5 separate regions of the Sus scrofa genome follow, and all the other regions are linked to region 1. The links are chromatin contacts, called in public Hi-C, HiChIP or PLAC-seq and promoter capture Hi-C maps. All regions are on one chromosome and are shown on one strand. The core of a region is the stretch at or near the end of the contact, and the rest is flanking DNA. Distances in the headings are between cores, read along the strand shown. Region 1 holds the start of DYNLRB2 (dynein light chain roadblock-type 2). Region 2 holds the start of C6H16orf46. Region 3 holds the start of ATMIN (ATM interactor). Region 4 holds the start of CMC2 (COX assembly mitochondrial protein 2 homolog). Region 5 overlaps LOC102166063 (a long non-coding RNA gene).

What was found. Promoter capture Hi-C pulls out the DNA fragments that hold promoters and counts their contacts. Hi-C and Micro-C count contacts between places; a contact is called where the count stands out from the background. HiChIP or PLAC-seq counts read pairs in DNA pulled down with a chosen protein or histone mark.
Region 2: a Hi-C map of embryonic fibroblasts shows a contact between it and region 1, with 2.8 times the contacts expected there. The contact joins the promoter of C6H16orf46 here to the promoter of DYNLRB2 in region 1. A contact is called at or near these places in 1 of 5 promoter capture datasets (liver), 3 of 47 Hi-C or Micro-C datasets (embryonic fibroblasts, heart right ventricle and mesenteric adipose tissue) and 1 of 2 datasets of contacts at active chromatin or transcription factors (alveolar macrophages).
Region 3: a contact with region 1 is called in a promoter capture Hi-C map of liver, with 3 times the contacts expected there. The contact joins the promoter of ATMIN here to the promoter of DYNLRB2 in region 1. A contact is called at or near these places in 1 of 5 promoter capture datasets (liver), 1 of 47 Hi-C or Micro-C datasets (heart right ventricle) and 1 of 2 datasets of contacts at active chromatin or transcription factors (alveolar macrophages).
Region 4: an H3K27ac HiChIP or PLAC-seq map of alveolar macrophages shows a contact between it and region 1. The contact joins the promoter of CMC2 here to the promoter of DYNLRB2 in region 1. A contact is called at or near these places in 2 of 2 datasets of contacts at active chromatin or transcription factors (alveolar macrophages and skeletal muscle).
Region 5: a contact with region 1 is called in a Hi-C map of liver, with 5 times the contacts expected there. The contact joins the enhancer-like site here to the promoter of DYNLRB2 in region 1. A contact is called at or near these places in 18 of 47 Hi-C or Micro-C datasets (alveolar macrophages, brain, embryonic fibroblasts and 11 more) and 2 of 2 datasets of contacts at active chromatin or transcription factors (alveolar macrophages and skeletal muscle).

What each region holds. Positions count from the first base shown.
Region 1 is chr6:7,660,122-7,662,643 of Sscrofa11.1, reverse strand. It overlaps DYNLRB2 (dynein light chain roadblock-type 2), which reads left to right and starts at 1,264. Exons shown (of 4, transcript XM_021097077.1): 1 at 1,264-1,400. The coding sequence starts at 1,398. The region is part of intron 8 of CDYL2 (chromodomain Y-like protein 2); the gene reads right to left.
Region 2 is chr6:7,188,243-7,190,764 of Sscrofa11.1, reverse strand. It overlaps C6H16orf46, which reads right to left and starts at 1,256. Exons shown (of 4, transcript XM_021097049.1): 1 at 1,157-1,256.
Region 3 is chr6:7,221,933-7,224,454 of Sscrofa11.1, reverse strand. It overlaps ATMIN (ATM interactor), which reads left to right and starts at 1,260. Exons shown (of 4, transcript XM_021097045.1): 1 at 1,260-1,629. The coding sequence starts at 1,300.
Region 4 is chr6:7,253,673-7,256,194 of Sscrofa11.1, reverse strand. CMC2 (COX assembly mitochondrial protein 2 homolog) reads right to left here and starts at 1,258. Exons shown (of 2, transcript XM_021097072.1): 1 at 863-1,258. The coding sequence starts at 1,143. CENPN (centromere protein N) reads left to right here and starts at 1,268. Exons shown (of 11, transcript XM_021097067.1): 1 at 1,268-1,372.
Region 5 is chr6:7,290,672-7,293,193 of Sscrofa11.1, reverse strand. LOC102166063 (a long non-coding RNA gene) reads left to right here. Exons shown (of 2, transcript XR_300284.3): 2 at 1-2,522. Among named protein-coding and RNA genes, the nearest start is that of CMC2, 37 kb to the right of the region's middle. Within about 2 kb of position 1,258, at least 3 of the 83 cell types and tissues checked have an H3K27ac peak or open chromatin away from gene starts, as enhancers often do. A contact at or near this core is called in liver, where this site is marked.

The DNA of each region.
Region 1 (2,522 bases), core at 15-2,514:
AGAGTGTTTCTGTACATAATGTAAAAATCCTAAACTGACAAGACCAAACTGAAACGGATCATCTAGTCCAAACCCTCCCAGTTCAAAACCATTCCTGGGGAATCCCTGACAAGAACCTATAGAAATTCTAGTTGATGCTCCTACCTATTGCCTGTCTTGTTTGTGGTGAGACAACTTACTGGAAATGGAAGCACAAACCAGATCAGTATTACAGGGATCATTATAGCATGGTCCCTATGAAGATGCATCTGCAACTCACCACTTGTATTTAGTACTCAGTTTAGTAATCAAAGCCCTCTTCAAACCCTAGGACCACATGAAAACACGACACAAAACTTTCCTTCTGTGCCTCACACATAGCTGTGCTCTTCCTCCCAGGCTACAAAGATACACAATGCCCTTCAAACGAGCAGGTGACTTCTGACCATCCCTAACTGCTCTAACTTGTTTCCCCACCAGTTCCTTAAAAACCCAGCGAGCTGCTTTTCTATGGCCCTCGGTAGAACCTCCGACACTAGCATTTACAGTTTTACAGCAACTCAGAAATGTGGGCAAATAATTCTGTAAAAACAAAAATAAAGATCCTAATACACTAAACAAAATTACCAGTATGGAGCAACTCTTCCCACTGAGTGAAGGGCAGCTTGGGGGTGCTAGAAGTACGGAGAATATAAGCCGTAAGATGGCGCTTCACCTACTGCTTTGGGGGTGGGGAGATGTAAATTAATGAAAATACATAAGCTACTACTTTTCGATGCTGCGATATAGTTCTGCTTTAATTAAAAACAACTGTCCTTGGGGGCGGGGAACAAACCTATCAGCGCCGCACGAGGCAGCGCGACAGTTCTCCGAGTGTCACAGGCATCGGAGTCTAGTACCAAATGTCACCTCGGAGTCAGACGGACCCACCCCGGCTTATTTGGTCCAGAGCACGTATCACACTTAGACGGTATTGCTTCGTTTTGTCGCATTCGGCTGTCTCCCGCGCTAGAATGGACCCCAGACCCAGAGGAGAGCCCGGGACGTGGTAGGTGGTCAATAAATCGTTCTTGGATGAAGAAGTGCCTGTTACACGAATGCGTACCTCAAGGAATGAATGAATGAGAGGACGAACGAATGACCCGGAGCCCGGCCTAAGCCCCTCGGTACTCCTCGACCCCAGGTGAGCACTCGGGGCCACGCTCCCCAGCCTCCGCTTATGGCGGCCGGGAGGCGCCAGGCCAGCTCGGGGCGGAAGAACCTGCCTGGCGGCTGCCCGACCCGCAAACACGCAGGCGCGGCACCAACACTTCCGGAAGGTCACTTCCTCCCCGGTCTCCTAGCAACGACTTGGAAGCGTTGTTGACATCCTCGCTGCCGTAGCGCTAGATTGAGCCCAGAGTTTCGCCGCCCGAGCGATGGTAAATCCGGGGTCTCCGTCCCCGACCCGCCGCTCTAAGGGCGAGGGGTTTCGCTGCCCGGCTCCCGGGACCGATCCCGGCCCGGCGGGTCCCGGGGCCCGGCGGGTCCCGGCACAGCGGTGGGCTGGGTGTTCCGCAAGCTTCTTGGAGGGGCGACGCGGAGACCCTGGAGGGACTAAAAGCTACCATGGAAGAGGGGGAAGAATATATCTAGATGGGAAAGCTGTCTTGGGGCATATATATCTAAGGTGGGGGGGTGGTTCTTGCGGTAGTAATTGGGGAGGGAGAATATCGTAAAGAGGAAGAGAGATACGGAGGGGATGAAAGATCCTGAGGGGGATGGGAAATCTCGTTAAGAGCGAGGAAATTTCGAAAAGGGGAGGGGCGCCAAAGAGAGGAGAAAAATCTCCCTGAGAGGAAAGAAAGAGATGGGACTGGGAACGCAAGGGAATGGAGAGAAGGGAGAAGGAGGAAACATTGAGGGGGGGGGGGGGGGGGGAAAGGAGGAGTTCCCTTTGTGGCTCACTGGTTAACAAACCCGACTAGAATCCATGAGAACGCAGGTTCCATCCCTGGCCTCGCTCAGTGGATTACGGATCCGGCATTGCAGTGAGCTGCGGTGTAGGTCGCAGACGCCGCTCGGATCTAGCGTTGCTGTGGCTGTGGTGCAGACCAGCAGCTGTAGCTCTGATTCGAACCACCATATGTCACGGATGGCGCCCTAAAAAGCAAAAAAAAAAAAAAAAAAAAAAAAAAGAAAGGGGAGGAGGATAAGAAAAGGATAGTGGCGACTGAGGAAAGTTTGAAAAAGAGCAAAGTGAAAGCAAAAAGTTGTTGGTTTTTTAAGAAAGGAATGAAAAGAAGATTGGCCATGGGGATTAGGCGATTGTATTAAGAGGTCTCAGAAATCACGAAAGAAGAAAACACATGGGAAAAGAGTGAAATGCCAGGAAGAGCAGAGAAAATTGTTCGGTTAGAAGTGAAACAGAAAAAGAAAAACGAGGGCTGTGGCTGAAAGGATCTGTGGCGTTGTCTTATAGACAAAATGGCAAAAATGTACTGTTAGTGCTCTCCTGTACCGCTATTATGCTTTAGTGCAATGCTTTCCAACGTGAGATACAA
Region 2 (2,522 bases), core at 7-2,506, 470 kb after region 1:
ATATTCTTAATTAAATTTTTTTCTTGGCCACTCTTGTGGCATGTGTAAGTTCCTGGGCCAGGGATATGACCCACACCATAGCAACCAAACCGCTGCAGAGGCGCCAGATCCTTAACCCGTTGTGCCATAAGAGAACTCCCTTAATCAGTAAATGATGAGAGGGGATAGGCTAGAAAATGTGAAAAGTGCAGAGTGTGTAAGACAAAAGCGAGTTGTTTCTGTCAAAGGCAGGCAGCATTCCCTCAAAACTCCTTACCACTCCCGGGCTCTACAGCAAGCTCCTACACCCAATTTAGGTTTAAAAGGATCTTGAATCTATGTCAGAATATCAGCCAGGGAAACACGCAGCCTCATTTAAAATTATAAATGGATATTCCTGTGGATCCTTATCAATATGTGTTGAATGAAAAAAATCAAAGAATACAAACACTGTTAGCACTGACGGAAGTTAAGTTTCTTACTAAAGACTTAAGCTTCAAGCATATGAACTGGTTAAATAGGTCTTGAAGATTGTCCTGGGCAGGCTGATCACTGTTTCCAAAGGAAAATAGCTGTTCCTAGTTTCGACGGAAAATGATACCGGGATTCCAATCTAATTCAGTCTGAGACCACAACTTGGCGGGCAACTGAAACTCTGCCTTAAAGCTGAGCATATGCACCACCCAATTGGAACAATTTGTTTGCATTTTCAAGAGTGTAAATTTTATCTCCCCATATTAATTATCTTTACGCTTCTTATATGCCCACAGAGCACAGCAGCTTTGATTATTCATAGAATGATTTCTAGGAGCGCGGTTTCTACACCCATTCCTCCCTATGGAGTAGAGCATTTCTACTCCAATCTCAGTTTTCGACTCTTTTTTTTTCCACTCACATTTATTACTCATTACTCACTAGGTGCCTGTTATATGCGTAACATTGGCAGTAAAATGGTAAATAAAGCAAGGCCTGGCCTCCCAGCTCTCACACAGCAAACAATGTACAAGAAAATTTAAGCCGTCAAACACACACCACACCTGTCGCTCCTAAAGCCCAAGCACTTCACAGACGGCTCCACTTCCCTTTAGTAGCCCCACCCCCTCCCCGCAGGCTCCTCCCCTTCCACGATCTTTCTTTTTTCTCATTTAGCTCCTCCCCTTTTTCCCCCGGGCCCTACCTCACCGAAAAAGACGTCTTCCCGTATTTCAACAGCTGTGCCCTCCTGCAAAGCGGCCCTACTTGCTCCACCAAGCCCCCTTCCTCCATTGGCTCCTCCCTCCCAGGGCTCCGCCCTGTCAACGGCTCCTCCCACTGCCCCACCCATGCCGCGCCCTCCTCCTCAAACCCTGCCTACTCTTAGTTCAGCCCAGGCCCGCGCTACCTCTCCCTTTTGCCTCCTCGCCTGAGAGGGCGGCTTCCTTCCGAACTGGGCAGGACGTCTCGCTCTGCCGCCCCGTGGAGAGGTCAGGGGCCTTGCCCGGAGGCGGGGAAGCGGCCGCGGCCGCTCACACCCTCCAGTGGAGCCAGCTGGGTGGAAGGCCCCCGGGCAGCTTAGTCCCCGCCGGCGGGCGACCAAGACAGTTGCCCTGGGTTACGGACGCGCTGGGGGCGGGGTGGTGGGCGGGTCCGCGGCGGAAGTGACGTACACCCGCCTCGCGCTACCAAGCTGAGCGCAGTAGGCGACGCTCACTGACCGCGGCGGTCTCGTGCTCCCAGCAGGCTGCGCGGCTGCGAACTTTCCACCAGCGCGTGAGGAGCGGCGGGCGCTTCGCGAGGTACCAGTGTAGCCCTAAGCGCCGTTCAGGAAAAGCGACCGAGGGACTGGGTGCCCGTCGGCCCTTGGAGTTAGAAAGCGAAGGCTTTGGGACCAGCTTCCTCTCAGAGATCTAGGACCTCTCTCCCCGCGCAGCGCTCCCCTTGGCGCGGGTTGGGTCTCGGGGGCGTGGCTAGCAGCTTTCCTGGTTTTTACCCGCTAGGTGCCTGACGACCAAAACCGTCCCCAGACTTTGCCAGCTGTCCCCGAGTCGCCCCGCCTCCGTAGGGACTGTGGCAGGGTAGTGCAAGTCAGAAACTTCACAGTGGGAATTTATGCCGCTCACTTGGCTGGGCGGGACTGGTTCGAATCCGCTGTCGTGTGGCCTGTGAGGGGGACCATTGGCATCTTTTATACAAATGTGGAAAAGTAGCTCCACGTCGTTAAAGCGCTGGTTGAAGACAATGAAAAGCCACCCACTTTCGAGCATCCCGAGATGCAGCCAGGGGTGGACTCCTGTGCCCAGTCAGGCATTAGTGGTAGAACCCAACTTCGGTCTGATTCCAAAGCCCCTCTGCTTAATAGTTCTTAAAGTGTGACTATTTCTGCTGGAGAAAAATATTAGAATATAAGCCTCTTATACCACGGTGATTAAAAGCCGTTTGGGAAGATGGGTGTGTACTACGGTTTTTTTCCTACAGAAGGAACAATACTAATTAGAAAGCCTATCAAGTCTTTGGAAAGGCCATATTTTATGACGTATAAATTACGTTATTCTGAGAGGTCAGAA
Region 3 (2,522 bases), core at 11-2,510, 440 kb after region 1:
AAGCAAATAGGGCTGCTAATATATAAAATTTGGATGCTTTCACATGAAATCTTGCAAAATTAGTCCAGTGATGCCACCTCTTTGTTTTGTTTTGTTTTTGTTTGTTTTGGCTGGGCCCTCAGCAACTGGAAGTTCCCAGGCCAGAAATCAAACCTGCACCACAGTAGCAACCTGAGCCACTGAAGTGACAATGCTGTATCCTTACTGTGCTGTGCCACCAAGGAACTCCACAGTTGCCATCTCTAAACAATGGATGTAGAGTTCCCTGGTGCCTCTGCAGATTAAGGATCTGGCATTGTCACTGCTGCAGCTTGGATCACTGCTGTGGTGTGAGTTCGATCCCTGGCCTGGGAACTTCCACATGCCTCAGGCATGACCATAAAAATTTAAAAATAATAAAGAAAGGCTGTATCCCATTTTACTGCACACCTCCCCCCCCCCCCTTTTGGCTACACCTGGCTTCCTACCCTACCTAGTCATGCTTCCTACTTAGGTTTTGGAACCCTGTCTTGAGCTATGGTCTCCCAAACAGTAATCAAATTTCAGCGGTTAAAATGATTAACTGTCAATTATAACAATCCTTTCCTTTGTTTAATGTGACCTCGGGCTAGTTACTCTGCAAATGGAAGAAAACACCTGCTGTGGCTGTTTTAAAGGCAAAATCAGATAGTCAATGAAAAGTGCATTCCCCAGTTCTGGTAAAACCAGAGCGTAGTTAACATACGCTTGTGTCTCCTGCCTTTGAATATTTGGGTTATTTCTAATTTTTGGGAAGATCCTGAAAAGGAAATGCTGTTTTTCTCCCCCTTAGGCATATGGAGATTCCCAGGCTAGGGTCCAAGCGGAGCTACAGCTGCTGCATACACCACAGCAACGCCAGATCCGAGCTGCATCTGCTACCTACACCGCAATTCGGAGCAACGCCAGATCCTTAACCCACTGAGCTAGGCCAGGGATCGAACCAGCAACCTCATGTTTCCTAGTCGGATTCGTCCCCGCTGCGCCACAAGGAGAACTTCGCAATGCTTTTTATTCTATCCAGTTATTGACCGAGGTCATGTTTCTAGAAAGACGGAAAGAAAACCCTCTACCTCTTTGCAGGAACCCCTAGGAGGTTTTTCAACCGGACCACCTTACCTGGCAGTGACTCCCGCAAGCACGCACTCCGCCCCCAGGAGGGGGCGCCGCGGCCGCCGGTACCCGCCGGATGCTAATAAGCCTGGGGCCCCGCCCCCTACCGGAAGTCGCTGCAGCAGGAGGCGGGGCCTGCAGGCTCGGCACGGCTGCCGAGCGGGAGCCATGGCGGCCTCTGAGGCGGCGGCGGCGGCCGGGCCCGCGGCTCTGGCCTCGGGCGCCCCGGCCGGCCCGACGGCCGCAAGGGGAGCCGCCGCCGCCTCGGGCCCATGGGGACCCCCCGGGCGGCTGAGGGGCAGCCGGCCGCGACCCGCGGGGGCGAGGCAACAGTCCGCCGGTCCGGCGCCGCCGGCGCGGGAGCTCATCCAGCCGTCGGTGAGCGAGCTGTCCCGGGCCGTGCGGACCAACATCCTGTGCACGGTGCGCGGCTGCGGTAAGATCCTGCCCAACAGCCCCGCACTCAACATGCACCTGGTCAAGAGCCACCGCCTGCAGGTGAGCCCGCCGCGCACGGCGCCCCCCGGGGCCTGGCGCGACCAAGCGCCTGCCTCGGGCGCTCGGGGCCGAGGGCGCGGGTCCGACTCCCAGGGCGGGCGCGGGACGCGGACGGGAACGCGCCGGGGGTCCGGCCGCGGCGGAAGGCGCTTCGAGACCCTAAAACGGGCCAGACTGGTGAGGGAGCCCGGCAGGGAGAGTGGGAGCTAGAACGCAGGGAGGCGCAGCGCCGGGAAAACCCTGTGTCATGGCTCTGGGCTGCCAGGCTCGGACCGGCGGGACCCCCGGCCTCGCACCTGGCGGCCCGGGTCTTTCCCACGTCCGTCTCGTGAGCCCCCGCAGCTCCTCCATCCTATTGATGGGAAACCGATGACGCAGCCTGCGTAGGGCTGGGGTTTAAACCTGGGCTCGGCTTCCGAAGGCGGTGCTCTCTCCACCACACCCACAACACCTCCTTCAGGCCTCTAGGTCCTGCCCGGTTGTTGGCAGGGAGCTGCAGATTTGGCCCTCAGCTCGGGCGTCCCAGGCTTGACAGCGTCGGTGAAATCGGCTTTGCTCAGGCATGAGACCTAAGGGAAACTTCTCCCGCGGATCTGCTGTAAGAGGGGCCACGGTATAGAATAACAGGACAGTAGTCCGGACAGCCCTTCCGCCTTACGTCGGTTAGGGCGCTGATTTTCAGCCTTTAGTGCTCATCTGTAGAAAGCTTATTAAAAATCCAGATATCCAGCCCCACCCATTAAATCGTAATTTCCCCGTCATTTCAGCAGGAAGCTGCCTTCCACCACTTCTTGAAGTCTTCCTCTGCCGACAGTGACACTTCCAAAGCGTGTCACTGAAAGCAGTCTTGTGACTCTGTGGCTTTGGGCGGTCGGAATCGATTCGGGAGTAAG
Region 4 (2,522 bases), core at 9-2,508, 410 kb after region 1:
TCACAGCTTTGAGAACTGGTTCAGAGGGCAACATAGTTTTTAAGAAAAACAAACAAAAAAGAATGGAAATGAGGCTCATTTTAAACCCACCAAACAAGCCCAGAAGCTTTTATGTATAGGAGAGATTCAAGGGCTGTCACAACAAAATTCCTTTGCCAGCTAAAAGTTCTTTTACATATTTAAATCTTCAAACGAAGGATTTCCAGAACTCGGATTTATTTAAGACTCTTCATAAAGCACTCATTGTGAAACGACAAGCAAGGTAATCTTCACACCCAAGAAAAGGGATTTGAACGTCACTTTCCTTGAAAAGTGTACTGCTGGGGATATTGGCAATCTGGATTCTCACGCCGCGAGTTGGTGGCAACTTTCGCCGCAGCTGAGAAGCGCCCTAACAGGATCCCACCTTCTGCAGGCAATTTCTCTACTCCCAGCTATTCAGTAACAGCAATAAGCACACAAGGTAGCGAGCGCTCACCGTGGCAAACACAGCGTTAAGGGCATCCCTTCTCACAACCAACGCGATGTGTTACACCCATTTCACAGGCGAGGAAGCTGAGGCCCAGGGTTAGGAGCAGCTCGCCCAAGGTCAGAGGCTAGAGAGCAGCGGGGCCTACTCCAGCAGAGGAAAGGTCTACACCAAAGCCTACTCTCAACTACCAGCGCGTCCTCGGCGAATGCTGGAGGGTTCGGGGCTCAGGCAATCCCCAGAGCGGCGGCCCCAACCTCCGAGGGGGCAAGAAGTCTCGGCAGGACGGGACGCAGCGGGGCGCACGAGGGAAGGACCTTGGGCGGGGACAGGTGGGTGTCCAGCGGCCTCCAATGGCACCGCGGCCCGGAAGAAAGCGCTCCGGAGACTCACCCGACTCGCAGCCACACGCGGAGAGCGGAAGCGGTATTCACCAGCGTAGACGCTGCACTCAAAGGCCCGCGGCCTCGGCGCCGGTACAGGTCCTGGTGGCGGCGGCCGGGCGCCCTACACAGCTGACCCTGCCGGGCCGGCCCCCGCCTCTCGCCGCCTGAGGCGCATGTGCCGCCCGGCTTGGACGGGCCCATTTTCAGGTGCTGTGGGGGGAGGGAGAGCGAGTCCACGGAGGGCCGGCAGGGCGTACACTGAGGCCAAACTGACAAGCCATATTTCATGGCTAAGAGTTACTGCATTCAGACAGTATTTTCGAAAACAAGAGTAAGGCGGAAGCCGAGCGAGTTTCACGCCGGTCGCTCCCCCACGCGGTCCCCTGTGCCGAGGGTACGGTCCAAAGTTTGAGCTCCAGTGGGCGGGGCTCGAGGGCGGCGGGAACTGCAATTGGTAGCTTTGAAGGTGCAGCAGGCGGGAATAGATGAGGAGAGAGCCGGCTTGCGATGTGGAACGGTAAGACAGCCGCTGGTGGCACGGGATCGGGCCCCCCGAGTGTGGCAGGAGCCCTGGAGAAGCCACATCCCACGCCTCTGAGGCGACTCTTTCTCAACTGCCCCACGTCGTGGAGTGGGTCTTGGTCTTGGGCAGGGGGCTGGGGACTACGGTTGAGGCCGAGACGAGGAGGGCGGTGATGCTGGGCGGTGACGTCACGTCCGCCCGTGGTGGGGCGGGGCCTAACGTAGGCCTGCGTCCTGCTGGCTCCGCCCCGAGCTGTCACGGGGTGAACTATCCCAACCTTGGGTTGCTCCTTTCCCCAGAGTCGGATGTTTAGGTTTTGGTTAACCGTAGCGTCTATCCTTTTTAGTCTTTGTAGCCTCTCGCATTACTCCTTCTGGTCCTTATGGCAGCCTTTCGGCTCCGTAGATTTACAGGAAAGTTATGTAAAGCAGATCTTTTTTGTCATGTGTTCATTCAACTGCTGTATTTCAAACACCTGCTATTTGCCAGGCGTTGTGTTAAGTGCTAGGAAATACAAAGAAATTAGGTATCAGAATCCGAAGTTTATTCAAGGGCTTTCAAACTTTACTGATAAGATCGAGTGCATTCTACCAGAATTCTTTAGAATGGCATTCCCCAGCTTTAGCCAGAACTAAGACTCCTATTCTAAAAATGCAAAATCTCAAGCCCTTCTCGGTCCACTCCACCCCCCAGTTTAAATCGTTGGGGCCCAGAAATCTGTGTTTTAACAACCACCCACACCTCCAGTGTTTTTGATGGAACGAAGGTTTGTTACTTTGACTGACCGTTGGACCCTAATTCTTCTCAGGTTGTTTACCTCGTCAGGTACTGCTGCTGGTATTTCTCAGTTATTTCCACTAGACAGTTCTCGGGCTGCCTAGACCGACCCTGTTCGAGATTTTAGGAATGCAGCAATGAATAAGACATAGTTCCTGCCCTGGTGGAGCTTAATCGAATATTGTAATGCCATAAAGTAATTAGTAAGCAAGATAACTTCAGGTAATTTCTTTTTTTTTTTTTTTTTTTTTTTTTTGTCTTTTGTCTGTTGTTGTTGCTGCTATTTCTTGGGCCGCTCCCGCGGCATATGGAGATTCCCAGGCTAGGGGTTGAATCGGAGCTGTAGCCACTGGCCTACGCCAGAGCC
Region 5 (2,522 bases), core at 9-2,508, 370 kb after region 1:
AGGGAAGCGGGGGTGGGGGGGGGGTCCGAGGATGAGGAGGAAGGCAGTCTTCCTGGTCCCGCCCAGCAGGCAGCATCCCAAACCTCAACTTCTCAGTTCAGGACTCTGATAAAGGAATTTGGTGGTCCTTCTGCTTTTTAAATTCCTCCTTCTATTGTCCTCACTTAAAATGGGCCAAATTCCTAGAAAAAGACAAGTGTGCACCACACCCAAGTCGTGCATCCAAACTTTTCTGTTTCTAACAAATTCAGGGGGCAGGGGCGCCCTCTGGAGGCCTATGAAAGTGTGTGCGGGCATTTTTCGCTTTTTCCCTGCTTGGGAATTGAATGGGTCAGGGGCAGGGAGGAGTGAGACCCAGCATGAGCCGGACAGGCCCACACAGGGAGGAACTGTCCGGCCTAACATGCCCATCGCTCCCTTGTTAAAAAACTCTGCGGGCTCCAGGAGGCTGAGGACAAGTGTGTCCCCAACACCTGGCCTGGATGGGAGCTCCGCAAACACCTGCTAAGGGAACGAAGGCATGTGTGAACGTGGTATTCTACCGCCCCAGCCTGCAGAACTCAAGGGCCCACTACAAGCACACCTTGAAAACCAGGGTGTTAACTCCTCGGTCAGAAAAAGATAGGAATCTGAGGGGAAATTATCCTTCCTGCCGGAGGGGGCAGGGGAAACATATCTGTATCTCAGACTTCACAAAGCAGCTAAAACCTTACAGGCACCCTCACCTGCCTAACAATGGCCATGAATGAACCCGGCGGGGCAAACTTTGCCAAAGGAATTACGTGGGCTTTTGAGCGAGAGTGAAGGGAATTCCCAAGCTCATCTAATGAGAGAGGAGAGAGCGAGGGACAAAGAGCCGGGCTCTGGATCAGAAGCCAAAGGGTCAGACCTCGGCTGGGACACCTAGTAGCGAGCTGGCAGTCGCCAAACCTCTCCAGCCTTGTCTTCCTCATCTATAAAACAGGGACAATGACACTTACCCTAGAGGACAATGTGAGGATTAGACGATCGCACAAGTAAAGCACAGTGCCTGGACCTGAAGAAACACACCATCGCCATCATCAGTTAATTATCTGAAAGGCAACCCCAGAGGGACGGCAGTAACAAAGCCGCCGATCACCTTGGGGAACAGAACAGACACGTGGCCATTCTTTTACCCAAGGGCTTATGCAGACCAGCAGACCACGGAACGCTGTGTTCCTAAGAGACACAAATGAAGTCGTTTTATTCTGCCCCTAAGTCATCTTGTTCCCTGTTGAACAACACAGCATTGTGACTCATGTTAATGATGATTCTGTTTCTCTATCTCTGAGATGATAAATACTTCACTTTTAGGCCTCACTTGCAGAAAACGAAGGCCCTCCAGCTAACTTACTCCGCAAACTTATACAAATTCTCTTTACTTCCCCCACCCTCCATCTCCTCCCCACCCAAGGCCACTGCTGACATTTGGCTGTTCCAGGGAGTAGACGAGTGCTTAATCCAGTAACTTCAAACATCGATAATGATGAAAACACTTGGCATCTGTTTTCTGTGGAAACATGAAAGCTTCCAAGCAATATTTACAGAACCCACTTCCGCAACCACTGCTCTCCAGTTTGATGAAGGAACAGTAAAACATGACGTTCCAGATCAGTTACAAGCTGTTCCTGGACTGTGTCAGGGCCAATCTTTTATCGTTTCAAATTTAGGAGTCCGCCACTAGAAAATAATCACTTACCAGCTGATGCAGCAAATGCTCTCTCCTCTCACTCCCAGGCAATACAGTTTGGGGTCTTCTTGACTCAAATCGCAACCAAAGCCCCTTCCACACATTTCGGAGATGGCTGGGGATCGGGGGATTAATTCCCTACCAGGAGAATGTGAATTGGGGCATGTTCATGAGTTCATCAGTCTTTTAGTAAAGATGCTCTGGCATAAACAAATCAACGAGGGAACAGGGAAGGGGAATTTAAAAATAAAAAAACCCAACTCGGTCCCCATTCAGAACAGTGGGAAAATCCTCCCCAGGAGAGCCTGTGTGCAGCCTGCAATTTTCACCCATCCAATTTCACGCCACAGTATCGGATGTGAAGCAAACCCACCATCCCTCAATATCACTACGTGTATGAGGCCGAATCATGAGCCCCAAAGACATCAGGTCCTAACACCTGGAACCAGTGACTGTGACCTTATATGCTAAAAGGGGTCTTTGTAGATGTGATTAAATTTAAAATCTTGAGATAGGGAGATTATCCTGGATCATCTATGGGCCCTAAATGCCATCACAAGTGTCCGGCAAAGGGCGATCAAACACAGAAGATAAGGACCTATGGCCACGGGGGCAGGGACGGTGACACAGCCCTAGCCAAGGAATGTCAGCAGCCACCAGACACTGATTTTCCCCTAGAGCTCCCAGCACAAACGAGTCCTGCTGACACCATGACTAGGACCCGATGGAACTGATTTTGGAATTCTGGCCTCCAAAGCTAAGGACATAAATTGCTGTTGTTTGAAGCCCCTATGACGCACTTTGTCTGTGG